Regions from separate parts of the Mus musculus genome. Here all the other regions are linked to region 3. A link is a contact called in public HiCAR-type and HiChIP or PLAC-seq data. All regions are on one chromosome and are shown on one strand. Each heading gives the region's core, a stretch centred on a gene start, on an enhancer-like site or on the middle of the called end of the contact. The rest is flanking DNA. Distances are from core to core; before and after follow the strand shown. Region 1 holds the start of Rras2 (related RAS viral (r-ras) oncogene 2). Region 2 has its middle 5.0 kb from the start of Psma1. Region 3 holds the start of Sox6os (SRY (sex determining region Y)-box 6, opposite strand). Region 4 overlaps Insc (INSC spindle orientation adaptor protein).

What was found. HiCAR-type assays count read pairs that join an accessible place to other places. HiChIP or PLAC-seq counts read pairs in DNA pulled down with a chosen protein or histone mark.
Region 1: a contact with region 3 is called in a HiCAR-type map of astrocytes, with 2.2 times the contacts expected there. The contact joins the promoter of Rras2 here to the promoter of Sox6os in region 3.
Region 2: a contact with region 3 is called in an H3K4me3 HiChIP or PLAC-seq map of embryonic limb bud, with 4 times the contacts expected there. The contact joins the enhancer-like site here to the promoter of Sox6os in region 3. A contact is called at or near these places in 4 of 39 promoter capture datasets (the 3T3-L1 cell line, embryonic stem cells, hippocampal neurons and 1 more) and 2 of 115 datasets of contacts at active chromatin or transcription factors (astrocytes and embryonic limb bud).
Region 4: a contact with region 3 is called in an H3K4me3 HiChIP or PLAC-seq map of embryonic limb bud, with 14 times the contacts expected there. The contact joins the enhancer-like site here to the promoter of Sox6os in region 3. A contact is called at or near these places in 5 of 39 promoter capture datasets (3T3-L1-derived adipocytes, the C10 cell line, cranial neural crest and 2 more), 13 of 115 datasets of contacts at active chromatin or transcription factors (SST interneurons, craniofacial prominence, differentiating embryonic stem cells and 10 more) and 4 of 9 other capture datasets (adipose tissue, embryonic stem cells, liver and 1 more).

What each region holds. Positions count from the first base shown.
Region 1 is chr7:114,116,450-114,119,149 of GRCm38.p6, forward strand. It overlaps Rras2 (related RAS viral (r-ras) oncogene 2), which reads right to left and starts at 1,332. Exons shown (of 6, transcript NM_025846.2): 1 at 947-1,332. The coding sequence starts at 1,054.
Region 2 is chr7:114,279,751-114,282,450 of GRCm38.p6, forward strand. No RefSeq gene overlaps it. Among named protein-coding and RNA genes, the nearest start is that of Psma1, 5.0 kb to the left of the region's middle. Within about 2 kb of position 1,366, at least 18 of the 459 cell types and tissues checked have an H3K27ac peak or open chromatin away from gene starts, as enhancers often do.
Region 3 is chr7:116,030,615-116,033,314 of GRCm38.p6, forward strand. It overlaps Sox6os (SRY (sex determining region Y)-box 6, opposite strand), which reads left to right and starts at 1,365. Exons shown (of 2, transcript NR_152104.1): 1 at 1,365-1,553; 2 at 1,706-1,936. All of the region lies in intron 1 of Sox6 (SRY (sex determining region Y)-box 6), which reads right to left.
Region 4 is chr7:114,841,559-114,844,258 of GRCm38.p6, forward strand. Insc (INSC spindle orientation adaptor protein) reads left to right here. Exons shown (of 13, transcript NM_173767.4): 10 at 565-631. Among named protein-coding and RNA genes, the nearest start is that of Gm24982, 10 kb to the left of the region's middle. Within about 2 kb of position 1,348, at least 27 of the 459 cell types and tissues checked have an H3K27ac peak or open chromatin away from gene starts, as enhancers often do. A contact at or near this core is called in embryonic limb bud, where this site is marked.

The DNA of each region.
Region 1 (2,700 bases), core at 82-2,581, 1.9 Mb before region 3:
AAAAATACCTTTGTTACTTAGCAGGGTACCTGCGCTCTCTTCCCAACATATGCCACGCCTTTCAGGGTGACAAAAGCAAGGAGATCTGCATTTGCTTTTAAAAATCAAAAAGAAGAGAAAGGAAAATCACTCGGGCGTCTTAACCTAGAATAAAATCTAAAGACAAATTTCACCTTCCTTTTCTTTGCCACAACCCGACTTTCCTCCTCCAGCAAACAGAAAATAGGGGGGGGGGGGGAGAAGGGTGCAACACACAACTCATACTCGTCCCCTCCTAGCGGGGCTCACCCCAAACTTCACCTAAGCGCGAAGCAGGCAGGCACCGGGAATTCCAAGGAAATGGTCTCGCCCCTATCAAAGCACATTTTTAACTTCCTCGAAGCCATTATTTCCCTAGGGCACGATCAAACACTCCCACCCGGACGTACCACCAAACAGACTACTTGTAAGAGAAGCTCAAACACACACAAAGAGAAAACACTATTGGGAGCCGGCGGCGCGAAGCCGCCGCCAAGTAGCCCGGGCCAGCGCTGCCACCGAGGCAGGCGCGGGGTCCCCACTCCGGCCCTCAGGGCAGGAAGCCCGGCACCGCGGCGCGGCTGCAACCCGCGGGCTCCCGCCCTGACCGCAGTGATAAGGTGGAACTGCGCTTCCCACCCGGCCAGCTCCGCCCTCCGGGCCACATTCCTGAGAAGCCCGACTCCCCGGACGCCGCGCCGGGCGCCTGGCGGGCAGTAGCGCGGCGCCGTGGCCGCAGGGCAGGAGCGCAGCGCCGACTCCTCACTGTTCCTGCCCTCGCAGCCGCGCGCCCTGGCCCCGCGCAAACCGCACCCGCGCGCACCGCACGCGCCGGAGCCCCGCACCCGCGCGCCCCGGGCGGGGTCGCCGCGGCCACAGGTAGCGCCACCCCGCCGCCGCCGCCACCCCGCAGGCCGTCTCCAGGCACCTGGATGAACTGGATGGTGAGCGCCGACTTGCCCACGCCGCCACCGCCGACCACCACGAGCCGGTACTTCTCCTGGCCGGAGCCGTCGCGCCAGCCGGCCGCGGCCATCGGGACGCCCCGAGCCCAGCCCGGCCGCCGCGCGCCCTAGGCCCGGCTCCGGGGACGAGTGCGGCCGGCTGGGTTACAGGCGGTAGAGCGCGCGGGGTCCGTGAGTGGCCTGGAGGGCCGCGGAGCGCTATCCCTCGGACCGGCTGGGAGTTGCCCGAGACGCTGGAGAGCCGGGAAGGCTCCAGGGCAGAGGACGCAGCGGCCAGGGAGCGCGCTCTTCTTCGCGGATCTGCAGCGCAGCCGAACGCAGCCTTCGGCACCGCTACAAATGGCCGTCTGGGGGCCGGGCCGCTGGGCTGGGGTACTACATATGCATGAGGGGGCGGGGCTAGGCCGCGCCCGCCCAGGCGGAGACTCTGGAGCGCCCTAGGCAGCAGACCCTGCAGACCTGCCCTCAGAGCACCGGGAGGAGAAGGAAGAAACCGGGAAGATGGACGGCGGTGACAGTGATTGCATAAATCAGGGATCGTGTTCATGAAAGAAACAGCCTGTGATGGCGTGGATGAAAAATAGAACTGTTGTCATATTCACTCAACTCCATACCCTGTTTTCGGAATGCAGATGGTGACTGTATTTGTTTAAAAAAAAAAAAAGTATAAGGCAGCGATTGAAGAAAATGAGACCTGTAGCGGTACCTGAACATATGATAGTCTAGTGACAGTGAGAGAGTGGGTAGTGATTGAGCTTGCACGGGGCCACAGTGCATGTGGACAGATCTGGGGCGTAACATCTTTGTTCCTATGTCTATGTGTGAAAAAATGTGTGATAATTGTGTATGAGGGTCGTGAGAAATTTGCAGGTTGGTGACATGTTTTTTAGGAGGAGCGTGTTCCTTGCTAGCACAGCTTCTACGAACATGATCAGGCCCTTGCCCTTAGAGTCCAGAGGAGGAGGCAGCCGGGACAATAGGCACCTTGTGAGACATAATTGTAAGAACAACAGCTGCTCAGCACTGAGGTCCAAGGTGCACTTACCCCAGAGCTGGCTAGTCAGAGAAGGTTTTCCCAAAGACCCGAGGAATAATCTTGTAAACAGATGAGTGAATGGGAGAAAAGTATTCCAGGGAAAGAAAACCAAGCTGAGCCGTGTGTGGTAACCCACGCCTTTAGTTCCAGTATTCTGGAAGCTCAAAGAGTTCAAGGCCAGCCTGACCTACATAGTGAGTTCCAGGCCAGGGCTGGAAGAGTGAGACCTAGTCTGAAAAGATAGGAAGAATGAAAGAGAGAAAAGAAAACCATGATATGCAGAAGCCAGAGATGGCAAAAGGACACATTCTGTTGTGTGGTTTTGAACGTTCTCGGGGGAGTTTACAAGCTTGCAGATATAAATAGAAACTCACTGTGTGTGACTTGGATGTGGTAGGGATATCTCTATAGAGGCCACGTAAGATGGAGGCTGTGGTCTTCTCAGAGGGTACACTGGTTCAAATCCTGCCTGCTTTGCTAATGGCATAGCGATGGGAACTTAAGCTCTGTGCCTCAGCTTCCAAATAAGCTCTCAAATAAGGGCCCGAGCCAGTGGATGGCGCACCCGCAAGCCTACCGACCTGATCTTTGGGACCCACAGGCAGGGAGAAAAGCAACCCCCAACACTTGTTCTCTGCCCTCCACAGTTCCTTCACTGCCGAGCAGACATCCCACCCAAAC
Region 2 (2,700 bases), core at 116-2,615, 1.8 Mb before region 3:
TATAAGAGTAACTTCTAAATAAAAGCAAAGTTGAATTTTTTTTTTTCGTGAGGACTTGCAAATGTCTGTGGTGATCTGTATATGCTGAAGAAATGAGACAGAGCTGGTGCCACATACAAGTGAGTTTGTTCCCTCTGCATGGTGGAAACAAACCCAGTGTGGACTTCTTCCCTGCTTTCGAATGAACTATCTTAGAAATCTCATGACATTTTTGGTCTATCAAGTTAAAAAAAAAAAAAGCCAACAAATTGACTGAGGCTAACTAGTCCATTACTAATGTGAGACCAGTAATTAACACATTCATCATGGTGATAAAATATTAAAGGAGATGCTTCTTGGCTTCCCTAGCTTGAACAAATGGGTGATTATGTCCCTACCTGCGTATTCCCCTGTGCACTCTGTCCAGGCCAACTAGGCTGTCTTCAAAGGTGAAACAGGAAGGGAGACGGTTTAATGTCAGCTGCTTCAGTTCTGTGACTAAAGGTTGATTCCTGAGCTAGTGATGTTAACTTAACCCTGGTTACCGCTCGGGTTTTACAGAGACCCCCTTTGCTTCAGTGAGAACACACTGGTAACCTTGCACACATGGGTAAACGTACCTTCAGGCTATCAGCTCATCGCTAGGGACTTCAGGTCCGTGGCCATCTTCTTTGTATGGAATATTTTTGTCCTTTGATGTGGTCCTGTTTTTTTTGAAACAGGGTTTCTCTGTGTAGCCCTGGCTGTCCTGGAACTCCCTCTGTAGACCAGGCTGGCCTCGAACTCAGAAATCCGCCTGCCTCTGCCTCCCGAGTGCTGGGATTAAAGGTGTGCGCCACCACGCCTGCCTGATGTGGTCCTTTTCAATAGCACATTATGATCCAAAGAAACACTCTCAGAGGAATACTTTGCCTCAGATCTCAGTAACCATGGACTTTGACCAAACCCCAGACTCATTTTTCAGTGTATCAGCAAAATCCCCCCTAGCTCTTTGGCTCTGTGAAGGCCCAGAGTTTTGTCCATTCTGTTCACCATTTTTTGTTTGTTTGTTTGTTTTTTGTTTTGCTGTGTTTTTGTTTTTGTATTCCTAGAGTAGTGACTGTACATGAGAAAAGTATGTGAGCACTGGGTATATAAATCCCTCAGTGTAAGCCTGGCACCAGTCCACTGTGGCCTCTGACCCAATGGTTATATAGCAAAATTACACTAAATCCTTGAAGTTTCTTTCCCTAGGAATAGCTGAGGAAAAAGCTGTTGACTCACAACAATCCAAAAAAATTGCTCTAAAACCCTTCTAAACTAAATTTCCTCCCTAGCTTAGGAGTGAGTAGAAGATAGTCAGGAATTGCAAAAGACTTCGTCTCCACCCATTCCCCCGTTACTGAGAATTTCTGCTTTTGGTGGTTTTCCATTTTATGGTGGAATAGTTGGCATTTGACTTCCTTGGATCCTCAGCCAAACTCGAGGCAGACTCCCATCTTACCACTCACATTCTTAACCTCACTTGTTTACAGATTGTCCCTTTCTATCAAACCTTCACCCCTGAGAGACAAGAACTAGACCGTGCATATGCATATACATGGCACGTGTCACACAAACTCGGTGCCCAGTGAAATGTAACTGGCAAGACAGGACAGCCAGGGCTACACAGAGAAACCCTGTTTCAGCACGTGAAGGGACAGCTTAAGTTTGCTCCTTAGGACTTACATGGTGGAAAGAGAACTGGCTCCTGCGGTGTCTATAAAGTCCACATGCATATATACATATGCACACAAATGATAAAGGAAGAAAGTCAGACAGACTTAGCTGGTATCCCCAGACAGGTCCTGTGGCTCCCTTTTGCTTCCCACAGCCCTAACAGTAAATACAGGTTTTGGCTGATGATGTCTTTAGCCAGGAGCTAAAAAATTGATCAACAAAAATGTTGTAGGGTAACCAATCCAGCAAAGCAGTATTCCTTTAAAGCCATTAGTAAGCGAGGCCAGACTTTTAGGGTAAAGGTAATTTCTAGGGCCTGAAGAGATGGCTAAGGTACTTGCTGCTCTTACAGAGGTCTTGCTTGGGTTTGTTCAGTTCCTAGTACCCAACAGCCTGTAAGTTAAGTTTCAGGGAATCCAGTGCCCTCTACTGGCCTCCACAGGCATCTCAACCAATGAGTATAACCCTGGATCCACATACAACAGTGTTTTAAATTTCCATCAGGGGGCAGGAGACATGATTCTCTTTCTCGTGTGAAAAAAAAAATCTGTCAAAATGGAGTTTATGTTATACTTCTAGAACTATTTTCACATTTGGAGTTTGGAATGTCAGACATCCGGGTGCACATATGAAATAAGTGGGGGCAGCTGTGTGGAGGTCTAAGCTGGTGCGTGAGTTAACTTTTCTGGTTCCTGCAACAAACTACCCGGCAAAAGCAACTTAAGGAAGGAAGGATTTCTTTTGGCTCACAGTTGGAGGGTGCAGTCCACTGTGGCTGGAAACTTGAGGCTGCTGGACACTGGGTACTCACAGCCAAGAAGCAAAGAAGGTGGGTATTTGTGTTCACCTATTAACCATCACAGCTGGGAACCCTAAAGTGGGGGGTAATTTTCATAGACTAGAGTGAGAATAGAAAAGAGTTATAAGACCTGTATGCTGGAGTTCTCCAAAATTATGGTTGATTATGGTAGATCTAAGTTTGTATTTGAGTTTAGCTACTTCTAAGCTTTGAGGCCTTTTATA
Region 3 (2,700 bases), core at 115-2,614:
AAAACTGGAGAAGGAGAAAAGGCAAAAATCAAAAGCGAGATTTCATGGTCAGTCTTCCTAGCCAGGGCCTCTCCAGGCTCTCCTGGCCGGTTAGGCTTCCCTTGGGAATCCTGTAATCCAGAGCTGAACTGAGCTACTCAAGTCAGCCAAGCCCGTGCCTATGGGCCTTGGGGATGAGGTGCTGAGTACGCAGGCTAATTATACATGTGGCATTTGGGCAGCCAACTGTCCAGTTGACACCTTACCTTATGAGGAAGCGTCCTCCCCACCAACTGTTCAAAACAAAATGCCATCTCGGGATCAGCTTCGCCTGCTCTGGGCCGGTTCAGGGTTCCCTCTCCTACCGCCTCTCGCCTCTCCAACCTAACACAAGAATGTGGCCTAGGGAGGCCAGTCGCAGGCAGGCAGGCCCGCCAGGGTTGGGGGGACAGGCGGGGCGGGCCTTGCCAGGTGTCTGTCCTGTCCCCCCTCACTGTGGACCAGCTCGGGAACGTAACCACTTGACCTTTTTATTCACCGAACCCACCTTCTAGAAATAGACTGGGCGGGGCTGTGTCTGTTCTCGGACCAGGGGGAAAACCCGGACATGTGACTACAAAGGACAGAAGAGAGGAGACCCTGGTGGGCGGGGGGAAGGGGCATTCTCTCCACTGGGTTGCTGGCTGGGCGGTTCCGTGAGGGCCAAAAGCCAAGCCACTGGAGTTCACCCTGGAGCCCAGCGTCCAGGACCGAGAAGTCACCAGAACTCCCTCTCAGACATTGAAACTGGAGGTCCGGAGCCCAATCTATTGTGCCGCTGGGACAGTTTCGGACTATCTTGAGACTGAAACTTCAAGTGCGGCCCTTACAGGAGGCAACTCGCAGAAGCAGCCTAGAACAGCCCATCTTGCTAACTAGCAGCCCTGCCAGCCCAGTAAATGACTTATTTTAGACCACAAACTGGAGTCGCTGCCGATAACTGGTCATTCACACAAACAAACATTTTCAAACTTGGTCAGAGTCAGACAAGCTTAAATAAAACTCATAATACGCCGGAAACGACCACCTTTTATCTATCCGAACACACCAATTCTTTTTATCTTAAAGCTGCGCGGACCCGGAGCCAGTCTGTCCTCCGCAGAGCCCGGCCGTTCCTTTGCATTTGCAGCAGTTCAGCCCCAGCAGCCTTTGCACAAACCCGGGTCCTTCTTCGTACTGCCCTTTAAGGGAGAAAGCCGAAAGCAGCTCCCCCGGGGCAGGCGAGCCTCGCCAACACCGCCTCCCGCCCAGGGCCCAGCCGGTGCTCCGAACATCGGCCCGCAGCGGGCAGCCAGTAGCGGGCCGGGCAGAGAGCCTAGAGGGACGAAGGTTGCGGGTCAGGCTCTGAGCCGAGGGTGCCGGCTGAAGCGCAGAGGACCTGGAAGCCGAACCCGCGCGAGCCTTACGGGGCTGTCCCTCGCCCACGCCGTCAGCGGGCCAGCCTGCGCAGCAAGCGTGCTGAGCAAAAAGGACCACCGTTGGGTTGCAAACTGCCTTGGAGTTCGGTTTGTGTACTGCTGAGAGGACCATTAAAAGTAAAGTGCAATAGTGGAGGGAGCAAGGGGAACTGGAACTCGAGCGTCCCGGGAAAGTCGTGGGAAGCCCCGGTGGTGGAGGGCGAGGAGGGAGCGCGCGGCTTCTAGCCACCCGGGTTTTCTTTAATCCTCCGGGTAAATTTCACCCCTAGCGCGGAGAGCTACGAAGATCCTGGAGTCCCGCCCGCCCTAGGCCAGCGTCAACCCCACAACTAGCCAACGATCCCAGTCCGAAATGGGGGAGGTTCAGAAGCCCTGCGGGTCCTCCCGGCCCCTGAGCCACAGCCTGGCTAACACTGACGCCTCTTAGAACTGCGGCGGCGCAGTCACACGGCAAATCGACACTTTTCAAGAAAACAAAATATTCATTCTCTAACAAAACTAACTTCGCATTGAGTTTCTATTGGGGGAGAGGGGTTAACTCGGCCCTAAAGGAAGCCCGTTTTGTCCAGGTTAGATTTTGTCTACTTATGGATCAGCCGTTGGGTGAGGGTTTAATTTATGGCTTATGCATTCTTTTAAGGTCGATTTACATGACCTCCGGCTACAACTAAGATTGCCGAAGAGGGCACTCCAGTCGTCAGTCGGCCAAACCCACAATTACAACAGCCCTCCCCCACCTTCTGTGGCTCAGACTCCCCTGGCAATCTAAACTGTTCTCTCTCTCTCTCTCTCTCTCTCTCTCTCTCTCTCCCTCTCCCCCCTCTCCCCCCTCTCCCCTCTCCCCTCTTCCCCCTCTCCCCTCTCTCCCCTCTCTCCCTCTCCCCATCCTTTCCTCCTCCACCTTTCTCTTGTTTCTTCTTTTTTATGACTTTACTTTTTGATATTATGAATAACATAAAATATCACTTTGAAAGTTTCGCTAAAACTTTCTCAAAACCCAAGCAAGCATGCCGCGATGAAAGATCCAGTGTTCACAAAGCCCTCAAGATGTTGCCCTCTTGTGGGTACAAAGGGCATTGCCATCCAAGAGCCCCATCTGAACCCTAAGCTGGAGAATAGAAAGAGCGAGGGAAAGGGAGAGAGGGGAGGAAGAGGAGAGAGAGGGGAGGGGGAGGGAGAAGGAGAGAGAGAGAGAGAGAGAGAGAGAGAGAGAGAGAGAGAGAGAGAGAGAGAGAGAGAGAGAGAGAGAGAGAAACACTAACAC
Region 4 (2,700 bases), core at 98-2,597, 1.2 Mb before region 3:
ATCATTAATGACAGTGTCACTGTGAGGGTTAATGGCGATCTGTAAGTAAGGATGGTAGACTAGAGGTTTCTAAAGTGTAGCTAAACTGAACTTTCTCATCAGCTTGCCTTCTGGCTGGAGCTCAGCCTTAATTCATTTCAGGTAGAAGGTCATTGTCAAGAAAGGAAATTGACATGGGGGAACCCAATCAAAGATCAAAGAATCAGGAGACAAAGCCAGAACAGAAGAGAGAAAGGGGTCTAGAATCGTAGGGGTGAGGCTGAGGGTCTCTGAATTCAAACAACTGGATCTTAACTTCATTCGTTGTGAGTCTGCTTTTTACTGGAACCCCAGATGATTACCCTAGAGCCACCCACTGACTAGTGGGCATCACTGGGGCTTACATCTGGGTGGCAGCAGCCCATGATGTAAGGTAATAGAAGACAATACCATGGAAGGGCTAGGCAGATGTATAGTAAGGATCCAGGCTGACAGAAGCTCTGCAGTCCCCATATAACCTACCCACAGAGAGTGTCATGGGGACCATGCGTGTTTGTTTTATAATTTCTCAATTCTGTTTTCCAGATTGTGACCATCTTGGCAAACATGTCTGTGCTGGAGCAGTGTGGCTCTGACATCATTCAGGAGAACGGTATGTCTGGGAACGCTGCATGGATTATCAGGGTATATGCCTGTGGGCTTGTATAAATCCCATGTGTACATATATAAGTGCACATATGTTTATATGTCTGTATGAGCATACACACACACACACACACACACACACACAGAGAGAGAGAGAGAGAGAGAGAGAGAGAGAGAGAGAGATTGAGAATTTTGTGTATAACCTGGTCAAAAGTGAAACGCTTATTTGCCTTCACAGGCTTAAATTCTAGTGGGAGATATAAAACATAGAAGACAATGCCAGGTAGGGATAGTGGTCTGGGGACAATAAAGCAGCGAGGGAGGTAAGGTTGTCCCAAAGTGGGGTAACACTGCTATTTAACTGCCTTATTGCCTTTGGCCTCCATGGAAAGCTAACGTGTGGGAAGGAGGTAGGGGGAGGGGGAGGGGGAGGGAAGGACAGCCGCCTCTACCCCTCTCCCAGAGGACCTTACTTCCAACTGGCCTTCTCTGTTCCACCTTGTGTGTTCCTGGTCAAGGGGAGGTGGAGCTGGGCTTGTCAGCCTGAAGGCTGTTGTAAGCAGTCTCTGTCAAAAGACAAGGTGGCTGCCTTGCAGCTGGGAACAGAGCTAGGCTGGCCAGGGCTTCCTGTGATGGAGGAATAAGGGAGCAATTAGCAAGCAGTCGGAGGCCAGAGGCACTAATGAGAGAGTGAGCTGGGAGGCTGGGTACCTCTGCTCTCCTGAAAGTCCCTTCCCCCAGGCTGCCCTGCTGTCTTAACAAACATACACTTCCCCGGTCCCCAAGACTAATTGAAACACACCATTTTGTGTTAATTTCATGTGATTGAGCTAATAATGAGAAACTGTGCTGAGCCAGCTGAGGCCAAGAGGAGAGGCTGCGTGGTGTCACTTGTACTCTCCTTAGGCACTTGGAGTCTTGGCTCAAGTGGCCAGTGACAGCAGGCTGCCACTTGCCTGAGCCTTTGAGCTTGGGATAGCTGCCATCTGGAGAGTGCTTTGTGGCTTACAAAGTACTGTTGACTAACTCAGTGAGTCCACAGGGGCAGAAACCTACTGTGTGCCTGGCATTGTGCTGGACATTGAGGACGTGGAGTTTAATGAAGCCCCACATTTCTCCTAAAGGCTTTCCCTGACCAAAAGGAGGGCCTGCCTGGACTGAAGTGTTGATGTATAAGATAGGCCATCTAAAACAGTACAGTCACCGAGTGAGGATGGAGGGTAGCAGAGTGTTAACTCTGGAGCCACACCTGGTGGGCACAAATCCTGGCTCTGTTATCTACAAACAGTATGGGCTCTCTCTCTTCCCTCTAAAAAGTGGGAATAGCAATGTTTGCTCACAGGAGTGTGTGAGGATGGCCATGAAGAGTGGTGTCAGGAGAGTGTCTATACCCAGGATGAGCCCTGCACCAGGTTTACCTTTTCTTTTAGGAAACAGTGTGAGCCTCCCAGGATTTCATGCAGAGAGTTTGAGGAAGGCAGGAATTGAGGAATCCGAATGATAGTGATGTACTCAGAGGCCACTAGAAGCCAGGAGACTCCAGGTCTCTAGAAGGGGAAACCCTGTTAGATAGTCTGACTTTGAACACCCATTACTAAGTCACAGGTGGTAAACATAGATGCCTGCAGGATCCAGGCACATAATGAAAATGGACAAAGTGGACAAGTATTCGGTCAATCTCATTAATAATAGTAAATTTAAGACAGGTGTGTAGGCATGTGCTTATAATCTCAGAATTCAGTAGGAGGGTTTTGAGTTCCAGGCCAACCTCAGCTACATAGTCAGCTCCAAGGGAGCCTGAGATACCCAGCACACCCCTATCATAATACAAAACAAAATCAGAAACAAACAACAACAATAAGCTTCTGGCCATATAGAGATATATGTGGGGTCACTACTGCCAATTCAGCAGGTAAATGTTACAAACCAGAAGTCTAGATTATTATGGAAATCAACAGCTCACAGACAACATAATTCTTGAAGCAACACTGTGAAGTAAACCTATCTTTAGATCACGTTTAGTTGAAGTTCTCAGCCAGCTGGTTGGGACTAGGATGCTGGGGGTGGGGGCAGCTC